Regions from separate parts of the Mus musculus genome. Here regions 1, 2 and 3 are each linked to region 4. Evidence: chromatin contacts called from public promoter capture Hi-C data. All regions are on one chromosome and are shown on one strand. Each heading gives the region's core, a stretch centred on a gene start, on an enhancer-like site or on the middle of the called end of the contact. The rest is flanking DNA. Distances are from core to core; before and after follow the strand shown. Region 1 holds the start of Atxn7l1 (ataxin 7-like 1). Region 2 holds the start of Nampt (nicotinamide phosphoribosyltransferase). Region 3 holds the start of 4933406C10Rik (RIKEN cDNA 4933406C10 gene). Region 4 holds the start of Dld (dihydrolipoamide dehydrogenase).

Evidence for each region. Promoter capture Hi-C pulls out the DNA fragments that hold promoters and counts their contacts.
Region 1: a contact with region 4 is called in a promoter capture Hi-C map of liver, with 5 times the contacts expected there. The contact joins the promoter of Atxn7l1 here to the promoter of Dld in region 4. A contact is called at or near these places in 2 of 39 promoter capture datasets (liver and pre-B cells).
Region 2: a promoter capture Hi-C map of pre-B cells shows a contact between it and region 4. The contact joins the promoter of Nampt here to the promoter of Dld in region 4. A contact is called at or near these places in 4 of 39 promoter capture datasets (hematopoietic stem and progenitor cells, hippocampal neurons, liver and 1 more) and 2 of 484 Hi-C or Micro-C datasets (CD8 T cells and pre-B cells).
Region 3: a contact with region 4 is called in a promoter capture Hi-C map of pre-B cells, with 4 times the contacts expected there. The contact joins the promoter of 4933406C10Rik here to the promoter of Dld in region 4. A contact is called at or near these places in 4 of 39 promoter capture datasets (erythroid cells, hippocampal neurons, liver and 1 more).

The regions. Positions count from the first base shown.
Region 1 is chr12:33,143,808-33,149,891 of GRCm38.p6, forward strand. Atxn7l1 (ataxin 7-like 1) reads left to right here and starts at 3,164. Exons shown (of 11, transcript NM_001374022.1): 1 at 3,164-4,108; 2 at 4,626-4,694. The coding sequence starts at 3,928. F730043M19Rik (RIKEN cDNA F730043M19 gene) reads right to left here and starts at 3,779. Exons shown (of 6, transcript NR_015602.3): 1 at 3,325-3,779.
Region 2 is chr12:32,816,910-32,823,706 of GRCm38.p6, forward strand. Nampt (nicotinamide phosphoribosyltransferase) reads left to right here and starts at 3,426. Exons shown (of 11, transcript NM_021524.2): 1 at 3,426-3,717. The coding sequence starts at 3,661.
Region 3 is chr12:32,952,475-32,959,057 of GRCm38.p6, forward strand. 4933406C10Rik (RIKEN cDNA 4933406C10 gene) reads right to left here and starts at 1,315. Exons shown (of 6, transcript NR_044986.1): 1 at 1,031-1,315; 2 at 724-897. It overlaps Sypl (synaptophysin-like protein), which reads left to right and starts at 1,712. Exons shown (of 5, transcript NM_198710.3): 1 at 1,712-1,885. The coding sequence starts at 1,817.
Region 4 is chr12:31,349,977-31,355,999 of GRCm38.p6, forward strand. It overlaps Dld (dihydrolipoamide dehydrogenase), which reads right to left and starts at 1,495. Exons shown (of 14, transcript NM_007861.5): 1 at 1,325-1,495. The coding sequence starts at 1,363.

The DNA.
Region 1 (6,084 bases), core at 1,914-4,413, 1.8 Mb after region 4:
ACAGAAAGGAAAGAAAAATGCGCAGGAAAAATGACCATAAATTCACCTTTTAAACATACACAGCGGTATCCTTACACCTATAATAATAGATGTGTCAGTAAATGTATTGAAAATGGTTTGGAAAATGGTATCAGATTTGGGGACAGAGTTACAATAAACTCGCCTTAGTTATGGTTTTATTGCTGAGATAAGACATCAACACCAAGGCAACTTATAAAAGACCTTACCTGGGGGCTCACAGCTTCAGAGGGTGAGTCTGAGTTGATCACAGTGGGGGGCAGGGCAGCAGGCATGGCATTGAAATCTCAGCCGAAAGCTCACATCTTGAAATACATCCACAAGACAGAAAGAGCTAACTGGGAATGGCCGGGCGTTTTTAGCCTCAAAGACCCCCACCCCAAAGTGATACACCTCCTCAAACTCCTTCCCACATAGTTCGACCCACTGGGGTCTAGGAGTTCAAACCAGCACAAACCCTTCCTTCTTTAAAGGGGATCTGTCACAGTGAGAAGAATAAACAGGAGAGAGAATGCCCAAGGCACTGTGTAATGGGAATCTCTGTGATCCATCCTTTCATTACCAGAAGGAAAACAATCTTCAGAATTCAATATTAAATTTCTTTTGTAAGGAACAAGAAATCTGAAGACAAACGCAATGTATAGAGATTCCCATTTTGCTCTCTATTAAGAGACCTTGTCGTTATGAAGCAAAGGCAGCTTTGTCCTCGGTGGAAGAGTTTCTGCGGGGTCTACTCTGTCCTGGAAGGTTATCCGGTGCTGCCAGACAGTAATGTCTGGGACAGAAGTCTCAGAGTTTCTTCTGGAAGCAATCACGTCAGAGAGCTGGCCTCTTTCCAACTGCCAGCTGCTAATCCCAGCATCTCATGCATCCTGACTAAAGAAACAGGCCTCAGACATGGGAGGCCGAGGCGGGAAGATTGCTGTGAGGTCACAGTGAGTTTGAGGCCATCCTGGGCTATAGTGTGATACCCCATTTCAAAACAAAACAAAACAAAACAGAAACAAGCAACCAAAACCAAAACCAATGCAACTACTGAGAGCAAGTGAGGGAGGGGGAGAGAGAGAGGGAGGGAGGGAGGGAGGGAGGGAGGGAGAGAGAGAGAGAGAGAGAGAGAGAGAGAGAGAGAGAGAGAGAGAATCATGACAAACATGTCTTATGACTCACTATGTATCAGGCCTTATTTATCTGCAGGGCTCAGCACCCTGAATTTCCCCTAATACATTAACTTAAAGAGAACAGCAGCTTTGGGTGACCATTCAACGGATCAAGAAAGCTGAGGTTCAGTAGGATTCGGGACATTGAATCACATGCTCACACTATCCCACGCTCCCTCAAGCTCCCCTCCCCCAACTACATTAAGCAATGAGGGCTGGCTTTGTTTCAGTGAGTACGCGTACATCAGTTTTCAACTTCTTCCCAGGTGAGCTAAGGGGTAAGAAAGGGCTACCATTGCTCCTATGGTGGCCCTGGCAAGTGACAGTGGTTAGGAACAGAGCAGGATCCACTAAGTCCGAGCCACAGGGAGTACAGAACTCTTTTGCACATCCTAGGAGACAGGAGTCTGTTGACTCTGCCAGGAGCAAGGGGACTGGAAAGCAGAGGACACATTCCCATGGAGGTTGCCCTGCCCTGCCAGAATGCAAATGTCCTGGGTTCCTTCAGTTCTACTTATCAAAAAGAGTCTGTTCATCATGCCCGGCTCATTCATGGCTGGGCTCTAGTGCTATCCATTAACAAAGAGCTGAAATCCCTCCAACTGGTATTCCTAGGTGGCGAGGAGGATTTCTGATGTTAGTCCTGTTTCTAATCTATCACCAGAAGTGAGGTAGGAAAAATAAACAACATGGTCCAACCAGCAAGGTGGGTGGTACACTTGCCTTCCAGGTGCTGAGAAATCTTAGAGAAAAACGAATGGTGTAGGTAGCAAAGTCCTCACAAATTGAGATGCTCAGAGAAATTTAGCAAGAGTGGCAGATGGGATAGATGGATTCATTTAAGTCGAAGTCTATTAAGCAATTTTGGGGACATGTTTGAATGGAACATGTTGGTTTTTTCCTAGCTGCCTCCAGCTAGCTCCCAATGATGGTCCTAGTAGGACACAAGACGTTACACAGCTAAGCCACACCATCGACCCACATATGCTTACATTCACCCAAGGTTCTGCATGGTCCCCTTTTCTAGGCAAGACCAGACCTCAGCTTACTATAAGATCTTCCCAATTTCTAATATGCAGAGCAGATTCCGTTTTCTTGGTGACACATTTTTTCTGAACACTCTTAGCTCATTTCAACTTCCGCCAAGGAACTGGCCCTGCCGTGAAAGTCCATACCCTTGCCACACTGGTCTGGGGTCACTGTACACATGCCTAGCTTCCCTGAAGAGCTAAGCATGATCGTTCTCCAGCTGCAGCTCTGTGAAGACCAGGATGGATCTCCCTCTCTCTCTGACCCTGGGCAACCGGTCCATGAGAAACAATGTTATTTAAAAAGATGCATGGGTGAAGTAATGTCAGGTACAGCGCCTGGCTCATCTAAGATGTCAAGGTCTGAGAAATATTTCCCAAACCACAAGTATTTAAAGTAAGGTAATTCCTTACCCACTGGCACCTTAGTTAGGTAGCAATTCATCCAAACCTGAGAATTATCCATGTCCCATAGAGGCAGGCCCACTCGCGCACACACATCACAGCTGAAAACAAGCCTCCAGAGGTTCCTTCCCCGCCCCCATCCTAATGCAGGTTTTGAGGTTCATGGTGCTGAGTGCCAGGACATTCCAGCCCCACCAGAATACAGCCCAGAATTAAGCAACGCTTCAGTGTGGAGCAGAAGGGCTCCCGGGGACAGCAGTGGTAAGAATGGAAGGATGCTTCACAAATAGAAAAGTTATTGATTACGGGGGTAAGGGTGTCTTTACAGTTTAGGGAATTCCTAGTAAGCAAACAATTCTAAAGAGGTAACAGAAGGTTAAGGTCTCATTTACCAGCCCCTAGGGTCAGAAGAGACATCTCAAAGCGCCACGCGTCTACACACCTGGCAGTCAGGTTCTCCGGTGATGCGAAGTCCTCTGGCCAACCTGCTTGCTCTGTGCAAGTGCTGGGTCTGAGGGAGGGGCTTAGCATCACCCAAGAGCCTTGAGCTCGCTCAGTCTCTGGTGTGCGCGGAGCAAAGTCTCCGCAGTGGCTCTACCAGCTGGGACACACAACCATCGCACAGATCCCCGGGAACGCCAGAGACAAAATGATTTTGGAATTTTGCCTGCTATGAAACCAAGGATGGGATGATCACTCCCCTTGCCCCCACTCACCGGTTTCTCGGAGTTATGTCCATTTCCCCTTTGCTTCTGACTCCTGAAGGCATCTGCGAAGAGACCGGATTCCAAGGCTCACCGAGAGAGGAGACAGGGTGAAGTGGATGGTAGCTGGGAGGTGTACTCTCTAGAGTCCCTGCTCTACCCTGAGGGATAAGGATGGAGGGGTGCAAAACAGCCGATTTCGTTCCCACTAAGCCTCCGGGATCCTTCTGGGACGTCGCATGGTGGGTGACTGGGACTCTGGGAGGAAGAGACTTGCAGCGAGCAAAACTTTCGGTCCTCCAGCGGCGACTGGACGAAAGAACCTGTGCTTCTTCCCGGGGTCGCGCCAGGGTTGCTGGCTGGACAGGGCGGCGGGGCGCAGCATCCTGGCGCGAGGCGACCCTGCCCGGCTGAACCGGCGGCGCACTCAGGCTCTGCTCTCAGCCTGCCGGACTCCGCGCTCTCCCGAGCCCCGCGCACACGGCGCCTCTCTGGCGCCCCCAGCGGCTGCACGCAGCACAGCAGGGCCGGGCAGGGCCGAGCGCGCCCCGCCTCCCGCCTCCTCCGCCGCCCTCCTCCCCCTCTCAGAACACTCAATGTCGGAACGTTCCGAAGATGACGTCGGAGCGTTCTCGAATCCCGTGTCTCTCGGCTGCTGCTGCCGAAGGAACAGGGAAAAAGCAACAAGAAGGAACAGCAATGGCGACACTGCACCGCAAAGTGCCCAGTCCGGAGGCGTTTCTGGGCAAACCCTGGTCCTCCTGGATCGACGCCGCCAAATTACACTGCTCCGACAGTAAGAACCCCACCGCCTGTACCTCCTTTTATTATCCTGTAACCTTTCCATTCACCTAGAGCCACTGGGAAAAAGTGTGTGTGTGAGAGAGAGTGGCCCCCGGCGTCCTCCATGCTTCTCTCTCTCTCTCTAAATAAATACACACAGACACAGACCATCAGAGCACAGAGAGGCCCGGCTGCCAGCAAAGCTGTCTGTCTGTCTGTGCCTGGCTCTCCGGGGCAGGCAGCCTGCGGGGTGGGCTTTCGCAGCCCCACGGTGGTGTCTGTTTAAAAGGCGACTCTGTTGCTGCTTGCATAGTTTTTTTTTTCCTTTCCTTTTTTGGGGGTACCTATCTGGGCCAGGTAGATGGAAAGCCAGACTCGGGAGAAAATGTTGCATTGTCAAATTTTGCAAGATTTTCAGATACAGTATTTAGATCGATCTGTTTGTCAATAAACACTCTCCCTCCCCCCTTGACTTTGGCATCCCCCCTTTTTTCCTCATTTTCTTTTTTCCTTTTCTTTTTCATCTGCAGATGTAGATTTAGAAGAGGCTGGAAAAGAGGGTGGCAAAAGCAGGGAGGTTATGAGGCTTAATAAAGAAGGTAAGTGGAGCTCTTGGCATGTTAGTGTTAGCTTGTGTGGCAGAGTCTTCACAGGCTTTGGAATATAATGTGAATTGTTCTGTTGGGTACAGAGTGACTAAGGCTTGTCAGAAATTGAGCACGCCCAGGTGACTACTGCTTCACTGTTAACTTCCTTCTTCGAAGTATAAATACAACTTGGGGGGGGGGTCTTTCAGTGTGGGGGAGGCTGTGGAAGGCAGAAGTTTACTGCACTCCGCTGGAGTCCACATTGGTCTCTGCCATTCTCCTTGGAGCACCATTGGCCAATGGTGGTGGTGGGGTTTGAAATCCCTGAGTGAGGAGGCATGGGGCTCCCTTCACAAGCATTCCAGCCTCCCTTGTATGTAAATTCACAAGTTTTAATGAACCCCACATGGTCGGTCATTCCGGCAGCTTCTCCACTCTCACTGAAAACCGTTGCACATGGCAAGCCTTGGCTGCAAGTAGCATTTTGTTACTTGTTGCTGGTCACGGTCACAGACTGTAGGCAGTGACCAGGGTTAGGGGTTATCAATATGTGCAGATCTTTGGCCTGCACTCTGACCCCTCCCCCCACAAATCTGTGCTTCCCAGCATGAAAATATGATACCTGAAAGGGGACACATTGAACAGACAATGACCCCAGATCTGGCATGTGAGTGAAGCCATTATGTCAGGCCTGGGCACACCATACACCTTTGGTTGTTGTAAATCAGTGATCCTTGTTTGCAAGCCTGCCATTGGTCACTCTGGCCTCTGGCTTCAAATGGAGCCACACTGGAGGACCTACTTTGTGCTTAAAGAAAGGATGGGTTCGTTTGAATTGTGATGCACTATCTGGAGTCTTGTATGGAGAACTGGCCGAAATTGGTGGTGGGAAGGAGTCATGGAGGGGCCAGAGGAATTGATGGGGGTTGTCAAAAAAGTTCAGACGTAACTTGACAGTAGGAGCATTTTCTCATCCGCGGCGAGTGGAGAAAAGCCATTCGAGTCTGCAGCCTAGTCCACTGGTGAAAGGGGGTGTTGCCCGCAGAGGTGGATGAGACCTGCTTGGAAAGTTGGGACTTGCGGACTCACACCAAGAATTGCCGATTTTCAGTGCCACACTATTTCCTGACCGTCCAGTAAGACGAATCGCTTGTGTTTCAGGAAAGAACGTGGACATTAAAACATTTACATCTTAACTCAAGGGCTGTTCTCCGGCACTGTGTTTCTGCTAATTAAGTACTTTGGGAACAAAACATTATTCTAAAGATGTTTGCCTCTAAATATCTTAGCGTGATCTTGATGCGTGTGTTTAGGATCCTCGGGGGACTGGCGTCAAGCGGGCTTCTTACAAGTGGCAGCTTATTGGTGCTAAATGTTCATGTGTGTTGGCAATGGAAAGGGA
Region 2 (6,797 bases), core at 2,176-4,675, 1.5 Mb after region 4:
CTACTATCCTTGATATTTGCTATTGTAAGTTATTTTATTTTAATATTATGTTCATGGATAAATTACGATTTTATGCAATTATGAGGAACAATGAGTTATTTTGCATATGTATACCATGTGAAATGTCTTGTAAATCAGGATAAAGAATTTCATACTATTAATATTTAAATATAATTGCTTTGATTAACTGTGCTTATATAAATTAACTAAAGCATATAGTTGAAATGGCTATTTTTTAAAAAGGTTTAAACTGTGTTAGATAAATTGGGGCATATGTACTTGTAACATGTTTGACACTGTTTCCCCTTAGGTCAGTGACAAACATTGAAGAGTGAGTTCAGGACTCTTACCTGTTCACTTACAAGGAAACAAAACAAAATGTGTCTTCAGAGACTTTCAAGGCAAGATTAGGTACGAAACCCAAGTGAGAATTACATCTGCTAACAGACGTAGGCTAAGATAGGTACCTAACAATCAATTGAACAAACAAACAAACAAACAAATTGTAATCAATCTATACAATCTGTTCTATATAGTCTGTAGGCCTTCAGTCTTATAGGAAGAACCAAGTAATATCTGACACATGGCCTATACATTTGGTTACCTTGGGAAAAGATGTGGTCGAAACTTAGCCTTCATTAGACTTACAGTAAAGATATAGTTTACATTTAATGTATATGTCAAACTATATAAATAGGTATGTTTATAAACATGGACTGATGAAAGCTAAGGTTTTTAATCTTGTACTATTTAATAGAATTTATTCCATATTCAAACAAATGGCTATCCAAGCCTCAGAGTTTCCATCCTGTCTGCATGCAGCCCCAATTGTCAGACATGAAGTTATGCTAGTTAGGATTTGACTTGTGTCCTGCTGTGTTTCTGATTTGCTTCGTTTCTATCCCTCATCCCTGTGTTCCCGTTTCTCTTTTGCAGAGCGGGAATGCTTACTCTGTACCACTGTATCTTGAAAGCTAACATTTTGTTTTGAACTCTGCAGAGAGCTTGGACTTAAAGTTTTGAGATATTAAGGATTCTTGAAGATGGACTAAATGCATTTTATACATCAGATGGTGATGAGTCTTTGACCAAAAGTAGAATTTTACGGTTTGAATAGGAACTGCCCTCTTCTGGCTTATATGTTGAGAGCTTGTCAGCTGATGGTACTATTTGGTGAGATGATAGAAATGTCATGATTTGGATGTTTGCTAGAAGAAGGTAATCAGGGCATGTTCCTGGGACTATACCTTGTCTCCATTCCTGCCCTCTCCTCACCACCTCCATTTTTGACTTCTATGAATCTTTCCTCTATCACTCATTCTGCCATGATTCCCTCCTCTACTCCAAGTCCAAAAAAGACAACACTGAGTGATATGGATCAAACTCTGAAACTATGAGCCAAATAGATGTTTCCTCTTTTATAACTATTTCTCTAAGGTATTTCCCCATTGCCAAATATCTAACACATGTGGTAAGAATAAATAGCAAGTCAGATGGGGCAAATTGGGGTCTGTGGCAAAGGCCTTGAGAACCAGAGCTAGTATACAGAGAGGGGAATGAGTGAGACACACAGCATATAAAGTTTGCAAGTCCAATGGGCCTCTCTTTGCAGTGATGGCCGACTAGGCCATCTTTTGATACATATGCAGCTAGACACAAGAGCTCCGGGGTACTGCTTAGTTCATATTGTTGTTCCACCTATAGGGTTGCAGTTCCCTTTAGCTCCTTGGGTAATTTCTCTAGCTCCTCCATTGGGGGCCGTGTGACCCATCCAATAGCTGACTGTGAGCATCCACTTCTGTGTTTGCTAGGCCCCGGCATAGTCTCACAAGAGACAGCTATATCTGAGACCCCAACTCTTAAAAGTTGATCTGCTTCCTTCTAGTCAGTCCACACTAGCATATAGCCCTTTGCGGGAGAGGGGCTTTTAAGAACTCTAAGAACTTCAATAGTCACCTTTTCCTCTAAAGATTGCTGTGGGATTAAGCCAGTAATATTCCTGCAGACCCTACTCTTGAACTTATCTAGCAATGTCAGTATGCTTACAATGTTAGCATTTTTACATTTTGGGCTTTTTCATTTTTATACAGGGAAAAAAACTGAAAGATTGCAAGATCAAATTTTGTTTTTAGAAAACACTACCGTGAACAAAGACTACTTTGTAATTAGAATCTTATCCCCACCCCCACCTCCACCCCCCACCCACCCCCCACCCCCCGCATAAAACAGCCTAAAATGGCGGTCAATTGTAGATGAATGGATGCTGTAGCTGAGCTCTTGGATCCTTTGAAAGCTGTTTGACTTTTCCTGGAGAAAAGTCTCAACAGTCCTTTGTGTCTTAAGGGGAAGGTTAAATTGAACCCTCTCAGACGATGAAGGGACAAGACCAAACTGAATCTAACATTGTTGAGAAGTCAAAGGCAAAAGGAAGCTACTAACTTGATGCAGTCTGTGCCAGTTTAGTTATACCGATTTCCCCCTGCTACTTGTATTCCATAAAAACAAAACAACAACAAAGCCTAAATCTTAGAATTCTTAAATGCTATTAAACATGCAAAGGGAATTTTAGTTCTATGCAAAACAAATTTGCAACTCTGTATGTGAAAACTGAACAAGAGGACAGGCTCATGGAAGTTGGGTGACGTCATCAGACGTCACTTCGCTTATTTGGGAGGTTACTAGCTCTTTCCCCCACGATTTAATGATTTAAAGGAAAACAAAAAACCAAAAAACAGATCCACTGTATAAGACTTGGCTGTATGCCTTTTACTTCCCAACAATATTAGATTCAATTTGGTCTTGTCCCTACATTGTCTGAGAGGGTTGAATTTAACCTTTCCCTAAGACGCAAAGGCTTTTCTCCAGGAAAAGTCAGCCTTCAAAGGATCAAAGAGCTCAGCTACAGACTGAGCGCGGAGAAAAGCAAGTCCACGCGCCAGGGCAACTCAGACCGCAAGCAGCTCCTCTGATTTTAAAGGAAAATCTAGAGGATCGGAATCCACAAGACGGATGGGGACCAAAGATTCCATCCATCGTCCAAGCGGGAGACAAAGGTAATTCAGCGCGTGCGGGAACAGGGAGACGACAGTGGGTGGCTCCTTGGCCTTAGCTGGTGGCGTGACTCCAACAAGACTCTCAGGACGAGCAGGGACTGGGTAGGACAAGAGGAAGGTCCGGGTTGGGGCGGGCAAAGAGACTCCCGGCAGGAGGGGCGAGGCTGGGAACGCCAAGCCACGCCCCTGCATCAGACCACGCCCCTCAGAGGCAGGCGCCCAGGTCACGCGCTGGGGTGACGGTCGGCTTTAGGCCCGGGGCGGGCGCAGCTGAGGCAGAGCGCGTGCCTCACGTCCTCCTCAGTCCCCCCCGCCCCTGCGCTGCGCACGCGCAGCCGTGCCCCGCCCCTTGTCCCCGGGATGGGCGGGGCGCGGAGCCGCCGGGAAAGCCGCCGGAGCGCGCTGGGCAGGGGAGCGCGCTAGCCTCCACCGCCGCGTCACGGACCTGCCCGCCCTCCCGGCCCCTCCCCGCGCTCCGTTCCCTGCTCTCCCGCCCCCCTGCGAGCGAGCGGTGACTTAAGCAACGGAGCGCAGCGAAGCCCATTTTTCTCCTTGCTCGCAGCCGCGCCGGGCAGCTCGTGGCGCGGCGTCTCCGCTCCGGCCCGAGATGAATGCTGCGGCAGAAGCCGAGTTCAACATCCTGCTGGCCACCGACTCGTACAAGGTGGAGTTGCGATGGGGGGGGGGGGGGGTCTCCGGGCCCGGGGCGGCGGGAGCCGGCGCGGCGGGATGGGGCAGGTGGAGGAGCCGCAACGCGGTGGCTGAAGGATGGAGGCGCGGGCCGGAGGCGGGGCCTACGCCGCGGCGGGGGCGCGGCCGGAGGCTCGGCGGGATGGGCGCACGCTGCAGCTACCGTAGCCGCCGGCGGCCTTGGCTCTGGGACAGGGAGGACTGGATGAGACCGTGGGACGATCGGGCCGGTTAGGTAACAGCCCCTGGCTCGGCAGGTACGGTCCTGCCCCGGGGAGCTCGGGGAGAGGTCCTGGCGGTGTGCCCCTCACCCAGCCAGTGGTCCCAGCGCGGAGGATAACCCGGCCCCGGGAGCCGCGTCTGATTCAGCTGTCCCACTCGGTGGGGTTGCATTTCCAACTCCCTTGCACCTAGGGATCATTCACGTGCCTGCCCCCTGGTTGCAGAGGCCAGTGTGCTCTGGCTCTCCAGGATCAACTACGTGATTTCTGTGAAATGGAAAGTGAAACACCAAGAGTTAAAGGAACTGGAGTTATAACCCTGGAGAATTTGTGGGGAGAGTAAAATGGCACATTGCTTTAAGGTGCCTATTGAGTTGACTCTTGCACTAATTCCATTTGATATGCACCTTAGCCAAGAGAGGAATGATGAAGAAATGCCCGCCCGCCCCCCCCCCCCATACACACTGTGAAATGAACTGCACTGATCTTCAGTTAAGTTTGTTAGCCAAGACGCTTAAAAGATAAAATGTCAGACTAGTAGGACCCTCGCGAGAACAGATTAAATTTTAGCTTTCAAGTTTAGTATTTACTTGAACATCGTGATGGTTTTGAGTAGCGATTTAGGCGTAGTACTCTCGTGGTTTTGTTTTGGTTCTTTGCTTTTTACTTTTTGTAGCCCTGTAATCTGAATGTTTCAGAGTCCCATTTGCTTACATACTAGTTTGTCCTTTTTTTTTTTTTTTTTTTTTTTTTGGTAAACTATTGTAAGTAAGTAATTTTTCATTTTAAAGGGTCCAAGATTTATCAACAGGTGGTCTTTCGCATGGAATTTCATTTTACTTCATTTTAGTTTTTTGAGGCAGAGTTTCTGTGTAGCAGCCCTGGCTGTCCTAGAACCTGCCTTGTAGACCAGGCTGGCCTTGAACTCAGAGAGCTGCCTGCCTCTGCCTCCTAAGTCATGGAATTAAAGGTGTGTGCCTCCACATCCTACTTCAGATGGGATTTTAAAGTGGAAATCACCTTTTCAAGATTATTACCATTTCTGTTGTGGTACTGGAGGCTCTAAAATCTCTGCATGATGTAGTTCAGTTGAAGTGTTTTGGGTATTCTTAGTGATTTTAGAAAAGCCTCATTTTGTAAAAGTAAAATATCAGTAAATATCCCAAGATAATTTTCAGATATTTTACTGTATTATGTGTAAACGATTGAACGTAAAGGGAAATATAAACAGACTTAAAAGTCCAGGCTTAGGAGGGCACATAATTATTTTAATCCCAACACTCAGAAACCAGAGAGGCAGGCTTCTGTGAGGTCCAGGCTAGTCTGCTCTACATAGCAGAGAAGGAGCAGCTGGAACTACAGGGTTTATCAAAAAGAAAGCAGTAGCTCCTCCCGCCATTGTGAGTGCCAAGTGTGACACTGCTGCAGGTCACAGTGGTGTTTTGGAGATGTGTTTAGTTAAGAAGTAATCTTAAAGCTTTCTAATGTCCTAGCAAGTCCTGCTTAGCTGAGGGAATTTTATTTGCATATAATAAATTTTATTCCTGACCGGTGGTCTCAGGGGGCTAATATTAAAGTATTTATCCTTCTTGTCTTTTTAATCCTAGGTAGAGAGGTAGCAAGAGTGCTAAGCACGATATTACAAGTAATGAAAATTCTTTCATTTGGCAATTATATATTCTTGTCAGATCTCAAAAATTCGTGGCTGTTTAGAAGAGAGTGGCTGGAGGATGAAGAGATTCTTCTAAAATTAAAGGGAAATGGTTTCCTAAACTACACAGCAGAGAAGGCGGTGGCCAAGCATATAGCAACATGTGGGATACATTTTCACAGTGTCCTTAAGAAAGGGCAGGACACTCGGGGCTAGTGCAGGGGCATTTGAAGCACACTTCCATTTCTGGGATCTCGTATTTCATTGTGTGTAATAAGGACCTGAGAACACAGGCAGATGCAGCTCTTCAGTTTCATCTTGAGTTTATTTTCCAAATAAAAAGGGCCTGCTCTTACGGCTTCAATCATTTATATTTTCAGAATTGCTTAGGGCACATCTCCTACCCAGCTTTAGTGACATTGCACTAACCCAGCTAGGGAGAATGGGTGTGAGCCACTCCAGCCATTTCGGTGGTTGGATTGCATTCGGGACTTTCCTGTAAAGGAGACGTGGTTTTTCCTTTGAACTTACCTCTGGGATAATCAGAAATAACCAGAAAGCAGTCAAAGATGATTTTCTTTTGGATTCCACAAAACTGTATACTTTTTTTCCTGAATAAGCGCCTACAGCAGAGAATAGTTTTAACATTTTTTTCAACATTTTATCTCTAGCAGATTAGCAGAAGACACTGTCATTGTGCTATGGCTGGAAAAGACAGAATACACAAAAGTAGTCCTTCAGCAGTGTTCAGGTCTCATCACCCCACTGAGAGATGTGCCGCCAGGGTAGCTTGCTTCTCAGAGGCTTCCTAGGCCTCGACGTAGGGCCCAGCACTCTGCCGTCATTCCTTTATACGGAGTGAAGGAACCCAGAGGGAACAACATGGCGTTACAATCCAGGGTGGAGAAAGGTTGGTTTTAGGGACGCTTCCAAGAGCTGCCTAACTTCCTTGTGGCAATGAAACCGGCAGACATTGTGTTCGCCAATGGCTGAGGAACACAGGAAGTTGAGAATTATTGCAGAAGAGATTTGGAGAGATGAGAATCATATGACCAGGTTGGTTCTGACTGGAACTTCCAATCTTTTCCTCTCACTGGTTCCCATTTTTTGTAATCTCCTCTTCCGTGCTTCTGAGTAAACACTACAGGCTTGGGACATGGGTCCATGGCACCAGCACTTACC
Region 3 (6,583 bases), core at 65-2,564, 1.6 Mb after region 4:
AAGAGCAAGGGCAGGCCCTGGCACCACAAGAGCTCCAGATAGCTGTTAAGCCTTCAGGGCCAAAGGTCTCATCCTGGGCCAAGAGCTGCCAAGGGTTGAGGAACCCCAGTGTTCTAGACTTACAAACCGGAACATTTGTAAGGTTGAGTTATGAGGGCTGCAACACTAGAGGGTGCCACTTGCTGCTGCTTCTGTCGGGATTCAGCCACCACTCACTGCTGCCTGACAGAAATGAAGGCTACAAGAGACCAGCTCCTCACTTGCTTCCCCTGCCTATCCTTCCCACAATTCCTATCCAACTGTGCAGTCAAGCAAACCTCAGCCAGCTGCCTGGTGACAGGACTACAGGAACAAACCATGGGAGTACAAATTGTTTCAGACCTCTCAGCTCTATAAAGTTGCAAGATGAGCATTATCCCATCCTGTTAGCATCTATTTCATTTTGAAATTACATTGAATATATTTTTGGCTATTTTGTATAATTCTACTTTGAATACTTTTTCCTTTGAAGCACAGCTAAGTGATTTACTTGTGGGTTCCTATCCAACAGGTCTCAGCAGAAAATAACTTTTTTTTTTTAAGACTTAAAGAGAAATGCTGAGTGGAATACACGGAAATAAGAGTGAAGGAAGGAGGAAGTGTTAGCTTGGTAGTAACTGTTCATGGGTAGTGGTCAGTTCTAATGGAATACTCCACTGACATTTAGGAAATATAAATAAGTACCTGGGAGCTGGAACTAGGATCCTCTGTGGCAAAGATCTTCCTTCGATGTTGGTGTTATCTCACCATGCATGAAGACAGGCCACTATCCCAACCCTCCAAAAAAGGCCAGGCACAAGGAAGCCAGAGAAGAGATGTCTAGATTGGTCCCATTCTGGTGGCAGGAGGGAGTGTTCCCTAAGACAAATCATGAAAGATGAGTTAACTTGACCCCCCCCCACTCCCCCGCCCCCCCCCAAAAAAAAACGGCACGAAATACAGGCCTCGCCAAACGGGGATAGAGGTGGAGAGATGAGTTGTCCTGTGAGACCTGTCAAGCCATGATCTCAAATGGGTGGTCTTTCTCCTACTCTGGCTCCAACAACTTTGCGATGTCTGCGGAAATGTTTGGTGAATCATACGTTCAAGCACCCTTACATAAGGCAGGTTCGCCAGACGGCCGCAGTTTTGCAATAACTATGACTTTAAGGGCCCTGAACACGAGCTTTGAAGTGAGGCTTTGTCTGTGTACACACTTGACACATTTGCCCAAAAGTTCAGAGCACTGGGAAGAAAACGGGCCGTTGTGAGGGCGGGCAGTCACAGCCACAAAAGGGCATAGCAACCAGAACGCCACCGAGGTGGAGGGCCGTGCTGCGCAGGCGCAGCTGTCCCCCGACCCCACCCACCCCCGTCGCGCGCTCGCAAAGGCCGGAAAAGAGTCTGGGGCCTAGGGAGCGCGCGTGCGCGTTAGAGACAGAGCTAGGCTTTGGGGAAGGGGGCGCGGCACACGCATGGCTTCCAAAGCCAACATGGTTCGTCAGCGGTTCAGCCGGCTGAGTCAGGTGCGGCCGGGGGAGGAGCCAGCCCTTCCCAGTCCCTCCTCGGCCTGGTCTCGGCTCGCCCTCTCTGTCTCCTGGGCGCGGACTCAACGGCCGCCCGGCCCCGCCTTAAAGGCCAGGCCGTCCCGCCCCGATGCCCCTTCGTCCCCACCCCTCCGGCCCCGCCCCCAGCCCCGCCGGCTCCGCCTCCCGCTCTCGCCGCGGAGTCGCTCCGGTCTCGCCGCTCCCCTCCTCCGCCCCGCGTCCTGACTCTCTTCCCTCCTTTCCCTCAGAGGATGTCCGCCTTCCAGATCAACCTCAACCCGCTCAAGGAGCCGCTCGGCTTCATCAAGATCCTCGAGTGGGTGAGTGCAGCTTGCGACGCCGACCTCGCCCGGTCCAGCGCGGGGCGCCTTGCCGGGAGGCGGGGACGCGGTCGTGAGGGAGTCCCCCACGCTCGAAGGCCGCGGGGCGGAGATGGCGGCCGGCGTCGAGTCGAGTCGCCGGTGTGGGCGGCTTCTCCCGGCCGCCCCTAGCCGCGGAGGCGTGGAAGCTCGCTCGCTTTTTTTTCTCAGGCTCCACTGCCATCCGCAAAGGAAGACAGGATTTCCTGCTGCGGTCCAACTGATACCGACCGCCCGGAGGCCCGCGGCTTCCGCGGGCGAGGCTAGACCTGGGTTGCGCCCTTCGCTGGCGGCGGGTATGGGCTCCTGTTAAAAATAGTGTGTGTCAGAGAAGCCGAGGCAAAGCCCTTGCCCCGACGCATTAAATTGTCGGCCCATTTAACGCCTGGCCTGGACGTCGAGATTGTTTATAGCAACATCCTGCTTGGAAAGTCAGCTTTCTGCCCTTTCCTGCCAAGCAATCATTAACATCAAAGGAGACTTACAAGTTAGACCTTGTCACGTGCAGCTAGTTTATCAAGCTCTGCGATTTTCCTTCAAACTTAGCGGCCCACTATAGTTGGGTGCTGACTTGAAGAGTTAATGTAAGCACTTGGCATTTATTTGCCCCGTGTGCAGTCAGGTAGTGTTTCGTAGCCGATAACGTTTAATTCCTTCACAGTTCATGTTGAGGGTGAAAAATAAGAACTCTCCGGTTTCGTGCGTGTGTTTTAACGAAGAGCTTGAAGTTCTCCGATGACTGATGACTGCTCGCTCTGATTTTTGTATTTACACTTTATGCCTTCAATTTTGTGAAAACTGAAATGCTGCTCTTGCAACTGGCAAAAGACACGTGACTTTCTGTGCAACCCTAAGTTTAGAAGAAGGTTGTTATTTTAATTCCAAAAGTCATAGGGGAGAAATCAAAGAAATGTGTGTTAAGAATGAACCTTACATTTAGTCTCATTGAATGTTACAATTCAGTTTAATAATTTAGATTTTCACTTAAGTAAGAGGCAGCTTATATCTTTTCTTGAATATTTTAAAGTAGGAGTAATTTTGTTGTGTGCTGAAATTATCTTTAAGTTTCTTAAAATAATACTTTGAGTTTGAAAACCTTTTATTACACAGGCAGTAAGTTTGTAGTAAGACTATAGAGTGTTAATGGTGTAGTGAGTATTTACCCAACAAATATTTGAGTAGGTAGCATATACCAGCACTGTGCTAAATGCCAGCTTACAGATGTGAATCAAACTCTTTTTCTCATGATCATTCAAGGATGTAATGGAGACTATAAAAATGCCATATGGTAAATTGTGTGTTAGAGATACTTGTAAAGTAGTAGGTTAGACAGGAAAGCATCATTGGGGAAGACTTTATAGATGGAAGAATATTTGAAGAGTGAGTACTAGTGAGCTAGGGATTGGCTTTCTAGGCAAATAGAGTCCTGTTAGTGGGAGGAAAAGTTGAAGCAGCCTATGTAAGTAGGTTTTTGCTTGGATGAACATACTGGGCAAAAGTATGGTTCTAAATGATTATAACAAGTTCAAAGCCCTTGTTCCTTCTGAGGGTAGTCATGAAAAACTGGTCCTATGTGTACAAGCTATAGAATATCAGGTCGTATTTAGGTAGTTTCCAGTTAAGCTCAGATTCCGAGTCAATCCTTGGATTTGCCTGTTTAGAAAATTTTAGTTGTTAACAGTATAAAAATAGCCCAACGTGGAGAGAAACCTGCTGCTTTAGAAATTATTCGTACCTAAAATTAATTGTAGTAAGGATGGAGATGACTAGAAATTAAACTGTTTTATGATGATGATTCTATTTGTGACTTGGGTTGGTGATGGCCTTATTGTCTGTGGCAGAAAAGTATTTGAATTGTTTTTAAGGATATGTTGTAGATAATCCCTTCACATAGTTTAAGTGTCAGTCTCCTATAGGCCCTGGTAGATATGAACCTAACAGTTTTTAAATGCTGGTAGAGACTAAAGACTCAGCTTGCCAGCTAAGAAGAAAGGAATAGTTAGGAAGGTAGAGAGAAACATCTTTATTGCTGTTAAGAGTTTCAAGTAAAGAACGTTCAATAATGTCAGGTGCTATGGAGAACGTACTTAAAGTAAGAGCCAAAGCATGCCCCTTGCTCTTAGTAATCAGACCGTTGACGGCACTAGCAAGAACAGTCTCAGTAAAATCAGAAACTGTATTAATTAATGTAGGCTAAGTGGGTAGATATCCGGTAAGGGAAGGAACTCAGTGAAGGTTGACCATCAGAGAAAGGTGGTGGTATTACAAAGAAAAATGAAAACTAGTTTCAGTTTACAGCTCATTTGTTTAAATACTTTCTCTAGAACCAGCCATTATAACTTGATATGCAACAAAACCCCCTGTGTTTCCCACTTCTGTTAAACTAATTTGTACTGCTTCATCAAACACTTGTTTTTTTCTTCAATTTTGTTTTTTTGAGACCGGGTTTCTCTGTGTAGTACTAACTGTCCTGGAGCTCACTCTGTAAATTAGGCTGGCCTCCAACTCAGAGACTCACCTGCCCCAGTCTCCCAAGGGCTAGGATCAAAGGTGTGTGCCACCATTGCCCAGCTGTCAAACATATTCTTAAGTCAATCTTTTCCAAACTGCTAGTGTGTGTGGTAGTGGATACACTTTGGTAAAACTGCTGATTTTTATTAAAGCCCAGCAGCTTTAGACTTCAATCAGTGCAAGTGTCAATATACTCAAAATAATAATGTTTTAGTGTTTTTACCAAAAGAGTTTTTACCTTTCTAGGTGCCTGGGAACGTCTTGGGAGCTCTCAGGGGTCTGCAGGCTGAGATTAATGTTTTACTATAAGAAAAACGTTGGCAATGAAAAACAGAATAGAGTAGACACCTCAACAAAACCTCTGGGTATATGCCCTAGTTAGATATGAGTACTTCAAAAGGTAAACAGAGAGACTGGGGAAATGGCTCAGTGGGTAAAGTGCTTGCTGCAGAAACCTGAGTTTGGATCCCCAGTGGGTACACATCTGTAACCTCTGTACTGTCAGATGGAGATAGGTGGATCCCTGGGGCTCCTGGCCAGCCAGTCAAGCAGAAATAATAAGCTTCAGGTTCAGTCAGAAACCCTGAAATCAGAGAATCAGGTAGAGAGCAATACAGGAAAGATACCTCACATTCATTGGATTGGCCTCTGGCTCCATTACGGGTATGCACAGGTTAGTGCAATCTTGTGTGTGTGTGTGTGTGTTCGCACACACTCACACTTAAGAAAAGATAGAGCTACCTAACAAGGAAGACCTGGACCAGTCTCCCTTCTGGAGAAGAGACAAATTGAACCTTTATCAAATACCCTGAAACATATGGAGAAAACCATTCTTTTTTATTTAAAAACACAAATTTTATCAGTGCTCCATACTATAACTTATTCATGACAAGCCAGCCAGATCAGCAACAATGGTGCTTATTTACTCTAAAGATCATGAAAATAATTGAAAAGTCTGGATTTTTTCATTATTATTATCACATGTGCTCAGAGGATCACTTGCTGGGGTTGGTTCTCCTCCTACCATGCGGGACCTAGTGATCCAATTCAGGTCATGAGACTTAGTGGCCAGCAGCTGAGGCACTGGCCCTGAAAATGATTTTAAAGCAAATATATCTATAGTCCTTGGAATATATAACGCTGAACTCAACCAAACATGTTTTAAGAATAAAGATGACAAATGCTTTCAGCATAATGATCTCTTCTTAATCATTCTTAATCAGAAAAGACTTCTAGCTCTCTCAGCTATGGCTCAGGAATCTAAATCCTGAGGGTTATGGGACTGTTAGCAGAAGTTTGTGTGGTTGTACTGCAGAAGTACAGAGAGTTTAAATAAGCATTTTGATTCTGATTTATTACTCATTTCATGAGAGTAACTTGAAGTGTCGGTGTTCTCAGTGTTTAACTTAGTAAAAACAATAAATGTGTTTTTTTTTATAAGAACATTCACTTGCAGTATATTTTCAGGTCTATTTCTAAATATTTTGACTGCTTAACTTTGAAAACGAGAGATTAAACATAAAGAAATGTATATAGATAACTTTGGTTTAATGATGACACTGAATAACAGTGAAGATCCTACAACTAGAAGTGCTTTGTTTTGGCACTCATAAATTAGATTAATTCCAGTACTTTCCTGTAGAATTCTGAGGAGTAAGCTGTATAAATAGGAAATAGTACCATGACTCTGGATGTAGGATAGATAATTTACTAAAAACACCAGGTTTCACCAATTTTTTTCTGCATGAGCTTTCATCTGTGTAAAAATTTTGCACAAAGCTCCTCTATGCGTCTGTAATTTGGGCGTACATTTCAATGTTAGTACCTTAAGACATACTGTACATTTAGAACAAATTTACATTTATATATTTTGGGTTTTTTAGCTTGATTTTTGAGATGAGGTCTCATATAGTCCAAGCTGGCCTCAAGCTTACTTTATAGCTGAAGCTGGCCTTGAATTCCTGATCTTACTGCTTCTAACTCCTGAGTACTAGACTTCTACATAGGTGCCATACACCCAGCTTATATTTTTAGTCTGCATTTAAATGGTATTGCAATAATGTCTTTCCCCCCTAACTTCTAATTTGATTAAATAGAATCTTAATTCTGTCTTACAGCGTGGCCTCCAGTTCTCTTTTGTACATGAAT
Region 4 (6,023 bases), core at 245-2,744:
CTGCCGCAAACAGGTATCCTACCAATTTCCCTTTTTTGTCCATAATATTAAACTTTCACAATCTTACCTTGCCAGGTCTGCCTTATTATTATGAACATTCAATGAACCATTTCATATTAAATCTAATAAAAATATATTTAATGGCTTACAGTTTTATTAAAACTTCAGAAAGCATTGTTAATTTTATTGCCAAGGATCAGTTTAGTATTCTAATTAAAATCCCAAAACTTTGAATTCAGGTATTTAAGTATTTCAATGATATTCATTTCATCTGTCATTCTGCTTCCTAACAAATCTACTTAACAGTCTGTAATCACTTATAAGATCTATAAAGATGTTCTTAAGCCACCAACTGGACTAGGAAAATGTACCAACAACGGAGTGGCCTCACATTCTGGAAGTCCCACAAATTGCATCATAATCTCACACTCTCTAAGCAGTGTGACTACCATTTCCTAAGGCCAGGGCCACATAAAGAAAGCACACTTCCAGCTCCTATCACAGCGAGTAAGCAATGGACAGCAGCGACAATATACTCTGATGCAGCAAGGTTTTTTACTTGAAGACAACTTCTGCACCTGAGATCAAGATATGCCAACCAAAGAGGAACAAAGAACTGTCTGTACTGAGAGACGCGGCTCACCTTCTCCCTAAAACAGTGACATTTTGCGTGTTACATTAACTTTTAAAGACACAGACGGCTCAGCCGTGAAGAGTCTCATTTCTGTATTGTCCCTAAAGTTATCCTGCTACCCTGCCACTAGGCCTCATACATTCAATTTGGCAGCTGTCAATTGGCAGGTGAAATGGGAAAGTTGTTTGGACGACAAACCGCTGCAATTAAAACTATAAGCCCCAGGGCCTGACTGATGGCAGGGTGCACTAGTTTAGAGACGTGAATGAAAACAGATCCTTGGAGGAGGAACTCGCGGGACGGTGTGTTGGAGCTGACCACGTCTGGGCCAGTCGGGCCTCAAGGTTACTTCCCCGCCGTAGGAGAGTAGGCCACCCCCCGGGTCATTAGGATGAGGCGAAAGGTAGGAAGGGGCAGGCCGCGCGTGGCAAGGGTCATTTACTCCTCCCCGAAACTGGGGGAGGGCCCAGGCCCCTGGACCAGCGTCCGGGTCGTGTGGGGCTGCGGGCAGTCATTCCGCAGCAGGGCCCTCCCGAGCCCGGGCTCGCGCTCCCCGCTGCCTCGGGAGGCCGCACCGAGCCGGCATAGAGGCGGGGCCGCGGCGGTTCCCGGCGGCAGGCCGCGTCCGGGCCCACAGCGGGCGTCTAAGTGCCTGTGGTCCAGCATCATCCCCTCGCGGGCCGCCCTCACCTTGGCCAAGGAGCGGTACACACGACTCCAGCTCTGCATCGTCCCTCGGTCCCGTCCCTCCAACCAGGGGTTTTCACCTCCGCTGAACGCCTGGTAAGACTTATCCAAGGTCTCCCCACCCTGCGCCTGCGCAACATATACGTCATCGCCGAGGAGCAGCGCGATTGGCCCGAAAGGCAGAGGCTTTCCGGTCGCTTCGTCGTGCGCTGTCGTGAAGGGCGCTGCGCTTTGTGGCAGCTGGGGAATTGGAGAACTGTTGCTCAAATGACTGGAGTAGAGTTGCAAATTATCCTTGAAAGACGAACTAGATAAATAAAAATGTTGTTTCTTCAGTAAAGCCCACAGAAAGTAAAGTTTAAATAGGAAAGGAAGAAAAGTTTGACAACTTGACAAGCTTATGGTTGTGCTAGATATTCGTGGGCAGTAGGCTTTATCTAGCTTTACAAAAACCGTATGAACTGTTTGCATTTTCTGGATGGAGCCCTGAGAGGTTAAAGAAAGCAAAGGAGAGGTAACTGCAGCTCTACGAACAAAGGCTTTGATTTTAACGGCTGGTTTACAATCTCTGTTCTCGAAGGCAATGGAAAGGATAGGCTTGAACCTTTCTTCACCAACATCCTGTTCTGAAAACTGCGCTAACAAAAAGTATAGAAAACAAGCTCCCTTCTATTTTTGTATTTTGAAAGCACGCCTCCCTTGTAGAAGAAACTAGAAGGGTTGGGATGGTGGGTGAGGTGTTAGGTTTTCATTGAGAGTGCACCTAAAAGATTGCTAACTGTTGTCTATAAGATTGAGCACAGAGCCTGGCGTGGTGGGCTACGCCTTTAATCCCAGCACTCGGGAGGCAGAGGCAGGCAGATTTCTCAGTTCGAGGCCAGGCCAGCCTGGTCTACAGAGTGAGTTCCAGGACAGCCAGAGCTCCCTATCTCGAAAAACAAAAACAAAAACAAAAAAAAAAAAAAAATTGAGCACAGAGATTTAAGGTCTGATACCACTTTGTAATAACAGTCTCTAGTTTAAACCTTAACTCTATACTTCTCAAAAGTTTACAGCCCAGGCACTGTACTGAACTCCATAGAGTTAGGGATTAGATGAATATTACTTCTTACCTATCTATGCCCATTTAGAAGGAAAAAGACATGAATAAATGATTTTTTAATGTTATGACGAAAGCTAGCTGTTACCAAATATTAATCACCACCACAACCCCTTTTTGGTTTCTTGAGAGAGTGTCTCATGTGTCCCAGACTGGCTTCAAACTCAATATAGAGCTTAGAATGACCTTGAATTTATAGTCCTCTTGCCTTCATCTCCTGAGTGCTGGGATTACAGGTGCCCACCACCATGTGTTGCTGATTGCTGGGAACGGAACCCAGAGCTTCTAGTATACCAGGCAAGCATTCTTCACCTGAGTTACATCTTAAGCCCTTGTTTTCCCCTTTCATAAGATAAGAGATTGTTCAGCTGGACAGATGGGTATTCAGAATAGCATTGTCTTTTCCGGGTCCCATACAGCTAAAGGTAGACGTATGATCAAATACTGGTCAATGATCTCCATTTATTGTTGCATCCAACTCGACCAGCAAGGAAAACGCAACCACCGGTTCTTCTTAAAGCAGTTTACTCAGGCAGCTTCTCTCTTCAAATCCCCCGCCTCTCGGGGTACAAGTGTTTTTATCCACTCAAGCCATAACCACGCCTCAACCAATCACCACAGGTCACATCACCTCACCAGGAAGGCTTGCTCAGCCAATCAGGGATTAAGGGCTAGCCATCCACCAAATATGGGCTTGTTTACTGCCTGGCACAGATTTCCGTCTGGGCTGGCCAGGGAGTCTGGAATGGCTTCCCACAATTCCCCCTTTTATATTCTTTTGAAGCAAGCTCCGTGGGTGAAGATAGAGGTCTGATCCCCAGTGTGCAGAAATAGGGGCCATGTACAGGATTGACTCTTAGGCTCACAGGGTTTTACCCAGAGCAACCCTGACCTGCTCCCATGCCGTTTTTCATGGGGGAAGAACACTAGGACACTCAACCCTCATGCAATCAGACGTACCTCCCAGAGATTGTCAAACAGCGTCCAGACTAACTTCTGTGCAGTGCTTAGCCTTACAACCCTGCAGAGCGATGGCTTCATTGTTCATTCTTCATGGCAACAAGCCAAATCTGAGGTGACTGCCCTGCTTCCACTGTGGCAAAAGCTTGCACCACCATGGCGGCAGTGTGGACCTGGGCATTCTGCAACCAACACATACACCATACACACAACATGCATGCCAAAACAAGGGCCACAGCAAGGGCACCTATCTCAGCCCATTCTTTCCTGATGCCAAGCCAGGATCCACTCGGGTAGAATTCACAGCGACAATCGCCGAGTGAAGCTCATTCATCTTGCCATCAAAATTTGCAGTCCAATTTCTTAATAGGAATTTCTTAACAGGATCAGCTTCTTCATTTTGACACTGTCGCACTATTCACTCTGGAACCCACACTGGCTCTGCGTGATTCTGTGGAAACATGCAAACAGACCCTCTCGCCCAGCCCAACACAGGATCTGGACCATTCCATGATCCTGTAAGCACATCCCTCCATTTAGCATACCCCAGATTACTGGGGCTGGTATTAGCATGTCGTTCAGCAGCAGAGCGACCTTCCTTATCCAATTGTAAACATTTTAAGGTAAAAAGAGCTAAGGAGAGTCTTATTTTTGGGGGTATGGCCATAGCCTATTCCCTGTCTTTGTTTTATTAATAATTCTTTTAAGGTTCTATGTGCTCGTTCAATGATTCCTTGGCCTTGAGGATTATATGGCAGTCCGTGTTTAACTTGTACTTCCATCTGTTGACAAAAAGACACCAGGGTTTTGGCAGTATATGCAGGGCCATTGTCTGTTTTAAGTTGTTGGGGTTTACCCCAAGCTGCCCAGGCCTCCAAACAATGCTGTATAACATGGGAGGCCTTTTCCCCTGCCATGGGAGATGCATAAACTATTCCTGAACATGTGTCAATGGATACATGAATGTATTTGCCAAATTCTGAAAAATGTGTCACATCTATCTGCCACACCTGTAGAGGGAGCAATCCTCTAGGATGCACTCCATAAGAAGGTGGGTGTTGAAACTCAAGGCAACATACACAGGTAGTGACTACATCCCGAGCTTGTGCTCTAGAGATTCCAAATTTTCTCTGCAGAGTTTTAGCATTAACATGAATTTTAGAATGAAATTGTAAGGCTAACTCCATAGGGGATGCTAAAAATATGAACTCCATACGAGTACAATTATCCACAATATCATTTCTCCTACTTAAGGGTCCTGGAAGCCCACTATGGGCACGGACATGTCCAATATATAATGGTTGGCGTCTTTCCCACAGCAACTTCTGTAATTGTAAGGCCAAGGCTTGGATGGTACTAGGAGCTTTTATTTGGCCAGCCACTTGTAGGGATAAAACTAAATTAAGTACATATTGTGAATCTGAAATTAGATTAAAAGGAAAATCACAATCCTTAATGACTTCAATAACTATTTGTAATTCCACCATCTGTGGAGTACAGGGATAATACTGCCTGACCACAGGAACTTTCCTCTCTACTATATATACTCCACATCCGGTTTTTGATCCATCAGTAAACACGTTAACTGCATCCTTAATGGGTGTTTTCCTCACCACTTGAGGGAAAATGACTGGATGTTCCTTAAAAAAGGTCATTAACGGATGTTTGGTATAATGATTATCAAATGGGCCCTCATTAATACAGGCTAAAATAGCCCACTCATCAATATTTGCTGTTAGGACCTTTTGCTGATACCCATCATAAGGGATTACAATAGAGCTGGTTTTTATACCAAAAAATTGTAAACAATGCTGAATTCCCAACAAGGCTAAAAAAGCCACTGTTGTAGGCTTTGTAATGATCTAATGTCCTCCCAGCGGATATTTTGGAATGGATCCATAACAATGGGCCTTCTTGCCACAATAATCCTGTGGGTTGCATCTCAGTAGGTAATATTATCAAAATGATGGGTAACCCTTCTCTACAATGCTGAAGCTGGGCTTTAATCAATTCTTCTTCCACTAGGGTAAGGGCCTTTCTAGCCTCAGGTGTTAGTTCCCTTTTGGAACTTAACTCTGAGTCTCTTTCTAAAATTTGAAACAGAGGTTTTAATTTAACATTTGGGATCTTCAAATAGGGCCGAATCCAATTGATATTGCCTAACAATTTCTGAAAATCATTTAAAGTATGCAAGAAATCAACCCTCAACTGTATCTTTTGAGGCCAAACGGCTGTAGGAGTGAACCTTGCTCCTAAATAGGACACTATTTTTTAACAAATCTCTACCCCATAAGGTAATGGGCAGCTCAAGCACATATGGTTGAAACATCCCATCATGCCCTTCCTTATCTTTCCAAGGGAGCATCCTGGCACTTATGTCTGGGCTCTTTGCATAGCCCAGGCCTGGTAATATTTGTTCTGACTCCTGAATCGGCCATCCTTTTGGCCAGTCCTTAAACCAAAAAGCAGTAAGAAAAATTACCCAAATGGCTAGAAAAAGAAAGTAATCCATAGATTGTCCCTAGTACCCTCTTACTTTCACTACCCTCTTACTTTCACTTTCTTGTCTCCAGAGCCAGAGAGCCTTATTGTCTCTTACCGAGAGCCTGTCTCTTTACTGAGAGCCTTATTGTCTCTTACCGA